3 separate regions of the Mus musculus genome follow, and all the other regions are linked to region 1. The links are chromatin contacts, called in public HiChIP or PLAC-seq maps. All regions are on one chromosome and are shown on one strand. Each heading gives the region's core, a stretch centred on a gene start, on an enhancer-like site or on the middle of the called end of the contact. The rest is flanking DNA. Distances are from core to core; before and after follow the strand shown.

Evidence for each region. HiChIP or PLAC-seq counts read pairs in DNA pulled down with a chosen protein or histone mark.
Region 2: a FOXA1 HiChIP or PLAC-seq map of pancreatic cancer cells shows a contact between it and region 1. The contact joins two enhancer-like sites. A contact is called at or near these places in 1 of 484 Hi-C or Micro-C datasets (embryonic fibroblasts) and 2 of 115 datasets of contacts at active chromatin or transcription factors (pancreatic cancer cells and stem cell-derived neural progenitor cells).
Region 3: a contact with region 1 is called in a FOXA1 HiChIP or PLAC-seq map of pancreatic cancer cells. The contact joins two enhancer-like sites. A contact is called at or near these places in 2 of 115 datasets of contacts at active chromatin or transcription factors (astrocytes and pancreatic cancer cells).

What each region holds. Positions count from the first base shown.
Region 1 is chr9:34,278,164-34,282,686 of GRCm38.p6, forward strand. No RefSeq gene overlaps it. Among named protein-coding and RNA genes, the nearest start is that of Kirrel3, 210 kb to the right of the region's middle. Within about 2 kb of position 1,903, at least 97 of the 459 cell types and tissues checked have an H3K27ac peak or open chromatin away from gene starts, as enhancers often do. A contact at or near this core is called in embryonic fibroblasts and pancreatic cancer cells, where this site is marked.
Region 2 is chr9:34,991,942-34,996,464 of GRCm38.p6, forward strand. The region is part of intron 5 of Kirrel3 (kirre like nephrin family adhesion molecule 3); the gene reads left to right. The region is part of intron 3 of Kirrel3os (a long non-coding RNA gene); the gene reads right to left. Among named protein-coding and RNA genes, the nearest start is that of Kirrel3os, 13 kb to the right of the region's middle. Within about 2 kb of position 2,105, at least 141 of the 459 cell types and tissues checked have an H3K27ac peak or open chromatin away from gene starts, as enhancers often do. A contact at or near this core is called in embryonic fibroblasts and pancreatic cancer cells, where this site is marked.
Region 3 is chr9:34,940,884-34,945,406 of GRCm38.p6, forward strand. It overlaps Kirrel3 (kirre like nephrin family adhesion molecule 3), which reads left to right. Exons shown (of 17, transcript NM_001190911.1): 4 at 3,487-3,636. The region is part of intron 9 of Kirrel3os (a long non-coding RNA gene); the gene reads right to left. Among named protein-coding and RNA genes, the nearest start is that of Kirrel3os, 65 kb to the right of the region's middle. Within about 2 kb of position 2,303, at least 21 of the 459 cell types and tissues checked have an H3K27ac peak or open chromatin away from gene starts, as enhancers often do. A contact at or near this core is called in pancreatic cancer cells, where this site is marked.

The DNA.
Region 1 (4,523 bases), core at 653-3,152:
GTCACAGAGAATGTCAAAACCCAGAGATCACCCAAAGTGCAAAGCCTTTTGTAACTAGATTTCACAACATAAACCACTTTGAGAGGCTTCCAGAATGGCAGGCACGATAGTAAATCGACGATGCCATCTGCCAAATGGCCTGGAGAGGCTGAGAACCATCGGACTCATTAATTATTGATGACAATCAGAGTCAGTTTGACTTCATTATAGGCCAAGAAGAGGAAATCATTGAGGAGCTTGATCTTAATGGACCTAAGAGTAACAAGGAAGCTGTGGGGGTGAAAGAGTCCCGCTCCCCACCTCCTGTCTTCAATCTCTTTGAGAGCAATGTGACTAGAATGAGATGGGGTGTCTAAATAATTTAGGCAAAAGTCAATTGGTGGGAGGCCATGAATTCCAAACATGTCATGTGTCTGCAGGGGTCATGGTTCACCAGATAACTATACTCTCATCTCTTATAAGAATGTGGTTGTTTAACTAAAATGTTGCTTTCTGCTAGAATCTTTACCCTGGTTTTCTTCTCTCTTTTCAAGGGCTGATGTGAGACTTTGGAGGTGGAAAAGGAGGGACCTGAAGAGAATTGTTGAAGTTCTACATCCTTTCTTCAGCTCCCTGGCTCTTTATCTAGTCCTTAAGCACAGCCTCTGCTTGTCAATGACCCACTCCTTACATGAAGCATCTACTGGTCAGTGGCCCACTGCTTACATGTAGCCTCTGCTCCTCAATGCAAAGGCTTTAGGGAAGAAATTGAACAGAGTATCCAATCTGATTGGAACTGCAGGGGGCTTTCCATAGATGGGATGCAATTATTCCACTTGGACTGCAGCCAAAGCCAGCACTCCTGTGATGCTCTGGTTCCCTTGTATTTCTCTAGTGCCTTCTCTATGCCAGCACATTGCAGTCCCCTCCCTTGAGTGAGAAGAGTACCCTCTCTCCTGGCAACCTTTCTTTTAAACAATTTAACTTCAACTGAAGTACAATGAGCCTATGACAGCCCAAATGCCACACGGTGCCTATGGACCATGGCAAGCAAACCAGAGTTCGTAAGCTCCATCATCAAAAAATTCTGTTGATGTGAAAAAAAAATGTAGAGCAAAGACATAATTAATGGCAATAAGAAGCGAAGCAAGTCAAAAAGCCAGGGGGCTCCAGCTACAGTGTTCATTTTCAAGGAGGAGGGAAAAGTATGCACTGTATTCTTGACTATGAAGTAAATGAAATGAATCATTAATTCTTTTATTTTACTGTAGGACAGAGGCACATATTGAGGAATGGACTGGAAGAGGATTAGTATAGTTTGGTCAGCTATACTCAGTGTATGGGATGAGTCATTGAGTGGTAAGCTTGAGTCTTCAAAAACAAACCACAAGGCTGGGGAGGTGGCCCAGTCAATAAAATACTTCTGAGTCAGTACAAGAACCTGAATGTAGTCATCCACCCACTTTAAAAGCTGGGTACAGATGCACACATCTACAAACTCAGCACTGAGAGGCAGAGACAAAATGATACTATCTTGCAGGTCAGTCACTCAAGCTGAAAAGGCCCACATGGGATCCAGCGAGGATCCTGTTTCAAAGAATAAGATCGAGAATGACAAAGAAAGATACTGTTGCCAACCTCTAAGTGTTGGCCTCTGAGTCCTACATGCATGTACATGAATATGCATGCATACCTGTGTGGTTCCATGTTCTGCCTCTCTGCTGGCAATGTCTGGATGCCACTGATACACTGGCTCAGCAGGTAGTGGGCAAAATCTAGGATGGGAGAGCACACAGTCTCTTCAGGATGGGAAAACGTATATCTTCAGGTTGTCAGATGTTGCTGTGTGCCAGACCAAGGAGAGTGAGTCAGAGCCTGGGTGAATAGATTCCATAGGGCTCCAGTCCAACCCAGGAATGCTGGGAATGTGGGAGTGTTACAGCTCTTACAAAAGGAATAAAGAAGTTTGGGCAGTCAGCTTGAGGCAGGTCATTCAGTCCTGCAGCTGCAGCAGCAATGGTGATAGCATCAGCCAGCACTCTGATGTGAGCCTCTGTGGGCAACAGGAGCCTGGCCAGGCAAGCAGGTCCAAGATTCAACAATGAGTGCTTCAGGCAAGAGAGCCCTCCTCCAAGCCACTCTGAGACGCTCCTCAGTGAAATAACTTGTGCACTTTATTCCATGTGGACAGCGATTCTATGAACCTTGGGCAGTGGGATGGGATTTGGAGGGTAAATGCTTTCTATTGGCTGAGGTTCTGAGCAGGCACAGACGAAGCAGCTCCACTCCTTTGGACTCGAATCTCTGAGATTCCCAGGATTTGAGTATGCTCTACCTCACCAGTGCTCATGACTGTCTGGTGGCATGCCCACATGCCCTACACACCTATATATATACATACACGTACATGCACACATACAGAACACACACACAAGAATCCTTCTCCTCTCTGATCTCTATTTAATATGACTTTATTAACGCCATGCCACACAACTTGACCTCAGATGTGGATGTTTTGAACTTCTGAGCACTGTGCATCCCTTTGAGCTGAATGGCGGTTCCCTCTTACGGATTGGCATAGTCTCATGATCTTTCCTCATTAGGAGCTCTAAGCAATTAAATCACACACACACACACACACACACACACACACACACACACACACATCTCTCTTTAATTTTGAAGTATCCCGTGCAATCCACTCATGTTTGTTCTTTGAAATCATTATTTCAAATTTTAATGGACACAGAATTAATTGGACATTATTGTTAAATTTAATAAGAAGCAAACCAAATGGCAATAATGAGAAATCCTCATTAGAGCCCACTCTGCAGCCAGCGTGGTCCTCCAAATCTGACGGGAAAGAGCATACTGCCTTGCAGAGTGCTAGGAACATTGCTGTTTGCCTCTCTAATAGAATGTTTTTAATCCTTGTATTCAAGGTATTTGCTCATGGATGGCTATGCTTGATCCTTCAGCTAAGGCACGTGCTATTATTTTCTTGCCATGCATGATAAAAACACAGTTTCACATGCTTATTATGACTTCCCCAAGGTCACACTGACAGGTACGTGTTGCAGCCCTAGTGCTTTGTCCACTTCAAATTCTCCCAACTCCCCTCAACGGTAAGAACAAGAACTAAGAAATTACCAAGCATGGCAATACACACCTGTAATCAGTACATAGCGGCTGAGGCAGGAGGAGTATGAGCTTAAAGCAAGCCTACGCTACATAGTAAGTATATCTTACAGAAAAAAAAAGAGTAAAATGGACAGAATTATTTTACAGGTTAACTGCTGGCAAAAGATATGAAACTCCCTTGGTTCAATGACAAAGTGTTATAGACACTCACAGGAAAGTCATGGCCAGCGAAACATTTCATCCTATGCTTTCTTTAAGAGAGTTTCTGAATATGAAACAAGTTATCTCACAAGAAAGAAATCTTAAATATAAAGAACCCAGGCCATTTAGAATTGGCATTACACATAGTTGCCTTTGCCCTTTCTCCAAAGTGAAACATTGCCATTGTGATACTGATGGTAAGAAAAAGACTTTTCCTCCCTCTCCCCTAGAAAGTTGTGTTTTTATCCAACAGTCATTGACAGATATCAGGAAACAGGAAAAAACCAACCCATATCTACAAAATGTGTACTCAGAAAACTGGCAGAGAATTATCTTTAGGTCCTAACTGAAACAAATAATGGAGTTTGCTTGAGTTGGTATAGACAATATAACAGAATCTAGGAAATGGCTGACTTGAGACTTGACCTGGTGTCCTTCTGTAAATTCTATACTGTGGAACTCCATGCTGCCTTTCCAAGACTGGGGCAGTATCTGTAGACACTGTATCTGAGTGTTTCTATGTCCAGTAAATCATGCCTTCTGTTCAGACATATCTGAGTTCTGGTTTACACAAGTAGTAATAACAAACAGAAATTTTCTACACAAATATGTTACACCCACAAGTGACAAAAAAAAATGTCATCTCAAGAGAGTACATCTTAGCCACAGATGGCCCTTGATCTGCTGAGCTATTAATACTTGCTATTAGTATTGGCAAGCTTGGAGCTAGAGAAAAGTAGGTTGTAGGAACTAGAAGAAGCAGATGCTAAAGTGGGAAAGAAGGAGTATACAAGGTGGACAACTAACATGGACACTCTTTTGAGTAAAGTCAAGGCAGATATATAGGAAAATAAACTTATCTAATAAGAGGCTTATTTTTATCTTGTACTTTAGTCTTTTGTGCAGATAGATTTTTGCAAGAACTGGCAAAAGCGCCCATTTTCCTATCTTGGACACTATGGTTTACGAATAACACAAAACAAAGATCTACAGAGAACGAACCCAGTGATCCATCCCCTCCAGGAAGTCACCAGGGTCTCAGGAAAGCCCAAGAGCTGTCTGAGATGCTGCTCTATCAACAGTCACCCTGTCAAGCTTCTGTCAGTTGCCCTCTTGATTAACAGCATCCAGTTGATTCTCACCAGAGAGAAACTAAAGGACACAGAGCAAAAGAAGGCCCAGCTAGGGCACTTCTCCCTTAA
Region 2 (4,523 bases), core at 855-3,354, 710 kb after region 1:
TATATGCCCTAGTACAGGGGAACACCAGGCCCAAGAAGTAGGAGTGGGTGGGTAGGGGAGCAGGACAGGGGGTGGGTATAGGGAACTTTTGGGATAGCATTTGAAATGTAAATAAAGAAAATATCTAATAAAAAATCTATTTGGAAAAAAATTTTAAATAAAATAAAAGAGGCCTAAGAAAGTCCCCTGTCCTTTTCACCATGTGAAGATGGAAGAGGACAGCCACTAACAAAAAGGCATCTGACCCTTGCCATACACTGGGTCAGTCTGCCCTGGTCTTGGGCTTCTTACCCTCAGGGACTATGAAAAAAAAAAAAATGAACTTCTGTGGTTGTGTTAAACAGCCTGGATGAATCAAGACTTGCTTCAGAAAATACAGAAAGTTAATGTTCCTGCCAAGTGTTGCACGGACCACGTACATGCTAACAAATTGTGCATTGTTCATCTGAAGTTCAAGGTTAATAGGTCATCCTGTGTTTTGATTTGCTAAATCCAGCCTGTTTTCCACTGCCGCTTGCTGAGATGTCTGGACAGAGACGAGGAAGGGCTAAATCTAAGCTTTGTACCTTGAAGTGCTTGCCTATAAGGCTGCTTTTCCTTAGCTCACACAGTAGCACCCTGAACTGGCCCCTGCTGTACCCCATTGCTTTGGTTTTTGTTTTTACATGTTTTGACAGCTTGCAGACTAATGGATCTTGGGATGTGAAGGCAGCCAGGTTAACTAGTTCTCCAAAAGAGTTAACAACTTACTATTTACTTTTCAGCTCATCTGGAATCCACAACCTATGCTTCCCTTTTTTCTCTGCCTTGTAGTCCAGAGCAGGATCCTCAGGACCAGCAACCAAAAATATCAGATCTCTCTACAGCCCAGAGCCCACCAAAGCTCATCAAGCTATCCATCCCTAAACCTGTGCAGCCCCTACCCTGCCTCATCCACCCCTTTCCCCACAAACCACAGCAAAGGTTCATCGCACACTCTCTGCTCCACTCCCAGTGGCCTGGTGTGGCATGGCTTACCATGTCCCCTCCTCTTGTGAACTGTGAATTACTACTATGGTCGTGGCTTCTACATGTGTTCATGAATACAGCCAGAAATAACCAGTGCCACATACCTCCCCAGACGACTTTTATGTCATTCCAGGTGTAGTTTACGTTCTGCTGAGACTTCCAGATGAAGGAAACCTTGGAAGTCCATTGGCCCTTTTTATCTAGGGACAGAAAACTGGGATCTTGAAGGGTGGTGCCTGGACTCAGTTGACTTCTAGCAAACTTAGAAAACCTAGGTTTTCATCTTTTGGGGGGGGGGCTCTCCCAGACAGGCTCAGATCCCTAAGGTCCCCCAAACACCACCAGATGCTATATCAGGATGCCAGGAAAAGCAGCCTCCTGGCTCTGCAGTTGGGCCATAACCTTCCAGGACCCTGACTTGGGGCCCTCAGTTTTAGAGGGTGACAAGGTACATGCTTGTTCTTTAGTTCTGATCCCCAGCTGGCTCCTCCCCATAGGTCCTTAACAGAAGAAATGTCTTTTCCATCAGCAGAGGATGTGAATAAAAGGCCATTCCTATTCTAAGGATGGTTCTGTCCCATCTCAAGTTGGCTCTGCTGCCAAAGGCCACAGATCAAAGCTTGGCGTTACCACCCAGATCCTGGGGCCAGATTCCCAAACAAATGGCTTCTCTTGGGCCTGAATCAACCCCAGGAACAATGCTTTCTCTTGGGAGATAAGTCTGCTGCTCACATCCTGGGTGGAGCCTCACTGTGAGGATGTCAAGAAAGGCCAAGGTCATCCAAGAGAGACTGGGAAGGAGTAGGGTGTTTCTACATTGGAGGTGCCTGTCCCGGGTCTTTCTGAAGATAGTCCAGCCTGACCCTCCCAGGATACAGAAGAGAAGAGGATACACCTCATCTAGTGAAGACGGGGTCAGGATCACCCTATGAGACCTATTCCAGGGTAGCATACTCAAAAGGCCACTCTCTCCCACACAAGGAAGACAGCTCAGCCAGCCTGGCACATTGCCTTTCTGGAAAGGAGACTGTGTGCCTTTCCTTGCCCAGTTCCACCCTTATTTGGACTGTCACAAGGAGAATGGCATCTGGGCCAGCTGCCAGACCCTGAAGGGCCATGCCAGGCCCGGTTCTCTGTAATACTAGGCAACTGATTTCCTGGGCTCAGTTTCCTCCTCTGAACATGAAAGAGCTGGAAGAAACACTCAGGAAGTGCTCCAGCTGTGACAGGCTGCAAACCCATGGACTGCACCTATCTTAATAGGAGGAGCAGCCTGGCCCAGGAGAACGATAGGACCCAAGCTGAGGGGCTGTCTGAGACTGACCCCCACTCCCCATCTCCTTCCAGGAGTTCAGTTCAGCCAGGCAGTTTCTTCTCCAGAACTGCAAAGACAAGGGTCATAAGCTAAATAGGACTTCTGACTTACTTACAAAGACAGAGTAGCTGGGACTACACAGTACACACACACACAACCACTCAGACAGGGTCCACAGGAAAGTCTCCAGAACTGGCAGCTTGGGATCTAAGGTCTTCAGGATTTGTCACATTGTGGTAGTTAAGCACACTGATACTGAAGCTGGGTGGCCTAAATTTGATTCCAGGCTCCACCACCCTCTAGCTATGGGATCTGAACTTAAATTGTCTGTGACCTCGTCTGTATGCTAGGAACATAGTTAGCACCCAGGTCCAAAGATGGCTGGGGCCATGAGCAAGAAACCTGTGTGGCAGGCTGAGCCTGCAGTAAATACAGCTGTTGGGACCATCATGGGTCCTCTGGGTCCTCACACCTGGCCACCTGCATTTTCTGGATGCTGTGGTAGTATCCAAACACAGTAGTCCACAGGGTCCTGCAGGCTGGCCTTCCAGCAAGTCATAATGTTGGCTCAATCTCTCCATCTCAATCTCCCCCAATGAGAAATGGGATTGATAACACCTGTTAGGGCTACCGCAGGACTCAAAAGAAGCCACACAGCAAAGTTCCTTGCAGAGCTGGTGAGATGACCTTGCATTTGCTGTCGAGCCTGACTACCTTAGCTCCTTCCCCAGGATAGAAAGAGAGAATTAATACCCACAAGTTGTCCTCTGACTCCCACATGCACACTATGACATGTGTGTGCACACACACAATACATAAACACACAAACAAATAAACAAATGTAAATAAAATAGATATCCTGTCCTGGGAATCCTGGGGGGCATCTGGTATTCTCCCTTGTTCCTCCTGTGCTTGACACAAGAATGGGTGTCACAGGGCATGCATCTGAAATGTCAGCAAATCTGCAACTCCAGGGAGGGAGGAACTGGTGATAGGAATGGGCTTAGCCCCAAGGTCAACCTTCCCTGGGGCACTCTTCCCAACCCTTCTGCAGCTTCCCGGGGGAGGGCGACTGACCTACTAAGGGCCAGAGATGCAGCCTTAACACAAACACACACACACACACACACACACCACTCACACCACTTCTTTGTTTTCTCCACCTCAAGCTCCCTACCTACTCAAGGGGCTGTCAACCTGCCACCCCCTTGTCCCTACTGGGCATATGCTAAGGTGAGTTCCAGAGACCTTGCCCAGGAAAGCAATGCTAGCTCACACGCCCCAGGCCCTCACGCTCTGTGGTATACTCTGACTACTCCAGTCACTCCATCACTTTGCATCCGATTTGTCAAATTTAGGGAGCCCGGAATCTCAACCCTATTCTATGTTATGTGATAGCCACCTGTGCTCACCTTATCTATGAAAGACATCTCTTCTAGCCCTAGGGCAGAAGGCTGAAGGCGTGGTCTCATGCAAATGACACAACAAAGACCCGTGTTATCCACAAATTCCTATTCAGCCCAAATAACAACATGGACCCCTCAAATGTCTATAAAAGGGGAAGCAGAGAGATGATTTAAAAAAAAAAAAAAAAGACAGCAGGTGGGGGAGGTGAGTGGGGAGGGAGAAGAGAAAAGGCCTTGTTGCCAGGCAATCAGGCCTGCTCAAGGCCTCTCCAGGCTGTTTGCATATCAATGAGCAGCCCGTATTTAGTACCAGAGTTGGGGCACCCACACATCCTGCCTTGCCTTCAGGCTGCCCATCTCTGAGGGCTCAGTCTGGCTTTCCACTGTGTACCAGACGCCCTGGGAGGGTTGGAAAGATCTGCCACCCACACTGGGCAGCAGCCCCGAGTGCACTCAGCCCCCACAGTGCAGCCTCACAGACCAGTGCTGAGAAAGCAGAGCGGTAAATGCCTCAGTGACCTCAGGAACGCATCGAATCATTGGCGTTGGGCACACAAACAGGAAGCTACACCAGAGCCAGTTCTGTTCAGAGGGGCACCGAAAGCCTCAGATAGTTTCTCAGAAACCCGTGAGAAAGTTCCTTCGATGCAGTGAGTGGGCCCATGAACACCCACAAACAGAAGTGGGCATGCGCATGCGCGCAGGAGAGAGGTAGAAATCCACTCTTGGAGAACTGAGCTCCAATACAAACTTGACCACTTGATGCTGTCAATGCAAAAACCACGGGTTTTATC
Region 3 (4,523 bases), core at 1,053-3,552, 660 kb after region 1:
AACTCAGCAAAGACTTGATAAGTGCATAAAACAGGAGATCTGAGGGCCCGTGTCGCAGTGTGACTCTGTCCGCTTTCATTTAACTGTGTTACCCAACACAGTATACCAGTCATGAGTCTCTCACTGACACATTAGTGTCTTTCTGGTCGCCAAGGCTGAGACACCAGAAAGAAAATGTTTGCCAGTACATTCTCAGGTGCAGATAGAGTATTTTCTCCTAAAAGGCACTTCTCAGATGTCTCATGAGTCTATGATTATCCAAAGGGAGCGAAAGAGTATAACCCCCTTTAATTGAAAGGGGAACAGGGTAACAGTTGAAGAAAAATAAATTGACTCAACTATCTTACTGATCTGGTTGGATGAGACCCTGCCTACTCTCTTCCAAAGAAAGACAGACACCTCTACTCTACCTTTCTGCCATTTGTACTTTTTTCACTGTGTGTGTGTATGTGTGTGTGTGTGTGTGTGTGTGTGTGTGTGTGTGTGTGTTATGTGTATGTATGCATGTGGCTTTTATTGATGTTAAGAGACACCATAGTCATAGCAACTCTTACAAAGTAAAGCTTTTAACTGGGGCTGGCTTACAGTTTCAGAGGTTTAGTCCATTATCATCATGGTGGGAAGCATGACAGCATGAAGGTAGACATGATGCTGGCAAAGAGCTGAGAGTTCTACATCTGGATCTTCAGGCAGCGTGAAGAGAGTGACACTGAGCCTGGCTTGAGCATTTGAAACCTCAAAGCCTGTCCACAGTGACACACTTCCTCCAGTAAAACCATATCTACTCTAGCAAGGCCATACCCCCTAATAGTGCTACTGTCTACTGAGCCTAGGGAGGGATTTTCATTCAAACCACCTTTATAGAACAGGCTAGAGGTCAATGTTGGCTGTCTTCTTCAGTCTTTACCTAATTTTTGAGACATGTTCTCTCACTGAACCTGGAGCTTACCAGTTGGCCAGACTGACTGGCTGGCAGACTGACTGACTGACTGACTGACTGACTGACTGACTGACTGATAATAAGCCCCAGGGATCTACTGATCTCTGTTCCTTGGCCCCAGCACCACCACACCCAACTTTTTGGGTGCTAAGGATCAGAACATGAATCCTCACACTTACAGTGAGCCATCTCCTTCACTCTGACATCATTTGTATTTAAATTAGCATGTATAGGATAGGGTGACATGGTAGCCAATACCTGTAATTTTAGCACTTGGGAAGGTCAGTGCAAAACTGACATAAGTTCAAAGCCAGCTTACATAGATTATCCTGTTGAAATCTTCACCTGTGAGACCCCCACTTTGCTGATAAGGAAGCTGAGATCCAACAGAGCTAAAGCTTCCAGAACATGGAAGAGATAAGCGGGAGTTTGGACCTACACACCGTGACTAGTACCTAGATGCCCTGAATCTTTGCCTCCTTTGAGACTACAAAGCAAGGGTACCATAGACAGAGCTACAGATTCCTCCGAAGCTGCGCTCCTGTGTGTGTTTTCCACAGAAGCTGCCAGTCCTGGAGATAGCATCGAAGCTCCCTGCCTAATTAGGCAAATACAAACAAACCCATCACTGATGTTTTCCACAGCTCATGAGAGTGAAATCCTGCTGCTGATAGCTTGTAAGACAACAACAACAAAAAACTCCACAGTTCCATCCAAGATGCCTGCAGGGGACAGACCTAATTGCAGAACAGCAGGATGGGAGCTGGGCTGGAGGGCAGGGTGGACAGCTGCACAGAGGCCAGCAGCAGTTGGCAACCCTGCTTCGCTTGCTTGGGCTTGTCCCTTTGCCCATCAGAAGGCAGGCAAGTAAGTGGGAGATGGGTAGGCAGTGTCCTCCTTGGATGCATCTGATCCTTGGCATCATTTTTGGTTGGCCCAGCTTAGCTGTGGTGAGCAAGGTCCTTTAGTGTCATGATGAGAACAGTATGGTCTCAGGTGTAGAAGAGCTCACAGATCATGCTGCCAAGCCTTTTGAAAGACCATGGATCCCCACATCAGTGACCAAGGACAGGCACTGATGCGTCCTGGTACAGTCAGCCACCCTGTCCTGTCTCTCATCCACCCTTAGCTTATCCAGAATGGGCTCTGAAGAGAGAAAGCAACCAGGACAGAGCCAAAAGAAGGAGCCCATGCATAATCCCATAGCGCAAAGGCTATGGGGAGAGCAGAACTCAGGTGAGGGCGTAGATGGATAACATCCTGATAGGACAAATGAAGAGGCTTAGAGCCCAAGACCGCAGAGAGAGCAAGGGGCCGCCTATGGCCAGGGCTGCGGTCAGTGTTTGCATTCAGCCTCCTGGCCGCAGCAGCTGCTGAATGATTCATCGCCTTCAAACTTTTACTTATCTATTATTCATCACCAGTGTATATGCACTGAGGCCCCAAATTCCTAAGTGTCCTGAGTGCCTCCTAAGTGCTTAATCAGGCCCTGGGGCCTGGGGGTGGGAGTCAGGAATGCCCAGAAATGGGCAGGTATGGTGCCTTGTGCCCAGCTTTCCAAGATGTCCTGTACTCTTAGATTCCTGGAACAAAGCTCCTCTCCTGAAGTCACTCTTGACCCCTTCCAAGTAAACAAATCCCTAGTCCCTTTTCCTTCTGTTTTTCTCTTGCTTTCTCTTTTCTTTGTGAATCTTGGACTCTCTCTCCCTCCCTCCCTCCTCTCTGTCTCTCTCTCCTTACACCCTGTCCTCCCTGTCCTCATCCCCACTCTGCATTGCAAACACCACTGAATATGGATAGCATTTTCCTAGAGCCAATACCCATAGCCATGCCTGCCTGCTCAGCATGTCCTATGCTTTGTCTCTAACACTGACTTCCCACATTTTCCTTAGGCCTTAGAACCACCAGTGCAAACACACACACACACACACACACAGACACACACACACACACACACACACAAGTTAAAAAAGAAAGAGGGGGGAGGGAGAGGGAGAGGGGGAGGGAGAGGGAGAGAGAGAGAGAGAGAGGGAGGGAGGGAGGGAGGGAGGGAGGGAGGGAGGAAGGAAGGAAGGAAGGAAGGAAGGAAGGAAGGAAGGAAGGAAGGAAGGAAGGAAGAAAGGAAGGAAGGAAGGAAGGGGATTTTTTTTTAAAAAAAGGAAAGAAACAAAAGACTGGGGTTGTTGGGGGTGAATGGCCCTGAGAATTAGGGAAGGAACCAGTAAGGAAGCTACTCTGAGGAAGTCGTACTATAGACATAACGTTTCCAGTGTATTAGAGTCATCAGAAGGCCACCTGAGCTCAGCTCTACCCAGGCCAGGAATCAGACCCACTAGTCAACCTTCCAGAAAGATTTGCCTTTGGCAGAAGGGAAGAACTCAGCCAGGAAGACCTCTGCCTGAGCCACTGTTCACTAGATGTATAATTGCTTTTGCAAGGGAGATTTCTTTTTAAGCCTTAAGAGGTCACAACATCTCCGAATGGCCCTCTGGAAACTGGCAACCAGACTATTTTGATCTCTTACATTTCTCTGCCTTCTTCCCCAGGTTACCCCCAGTACCTGGTGGTGGGGAACCACCTCTCAGGAGAGCATCACCTGAAGATCCTGAGGGCTGAGCTTCAGGATGATGCCGTGTATGAGTGCCAGGCCATCCAGGCTGCCATCCGGTCCCGCCCTGCACGCCTCACCGTCCTGGGTAAGTCACCTACATACAGGTATGCAGGGATGGCATAAGGACTCTGAGAACCTCCAACAGTTCAGCTACTGGAGAGTCCTTCTACAGAGCTTGTCATGGGAGGCTCACCTTTGGATTTCATTGCATCTGGCTCCATCTACTTCTGCCCTCTCCTCTTCCCATCCAAAGGGGACAGGTAAAAGTCCCCCACCTTAGGAAATCATATTGCCACCAACCTATTATTGTCCTACCTAACCCATGTATTTGGCTGTACGTCGGGAGTAGATGAGGGTCCTAGGTATTCTACAGTGTAAATGAGGCCAGGCCTGCTGCAGCAGTGCCTGTCTGGAAAAGAATGTGACAGAGACTGAAAGACCCTTCTTCCAGAGATGACCTCCAAAAGGATCAGAAAAGCTCTATATGTCCTGACCCCCTCCTAAAAATGAGTCTCAAGTTTGGTCCTCCATGACTTCAGTGTGCAAAGACCCTTGTTCCAGAGGCCTTCAACCCTGGTCCCCTTGGAGTCCTGGTTCTCAGGACATCCCAGTAAGATTTCATTTCATGTCCTTATTCTTACAATTTTCATTCTTGCTTTTTGTTTCCCATTTTTTATTCAAATGTCACTGGGACAACCTTCCTGAAGAGGTCCCCACTCCTCCATTAAGGGCAGACCTGCCAGAAGATATAGAGAGGTGGGGACTTGTTCAATGACACCTTAAACTTCCCAATTTTAGTTAAGAGTTCGGCCTTGTCACCTCCTTCCTCTGGCCACGTTTTCCAGGGAAGGGGGCTGTTGGAAAACAGTTTGTTCACATACATGATAATCATTCATAATTGCAAAGTAGCTCCCAGCAGTTCTCAAAGTTCGTTCAGACTGGCTCATGGATTGTTACTACGGAGAGAAACTG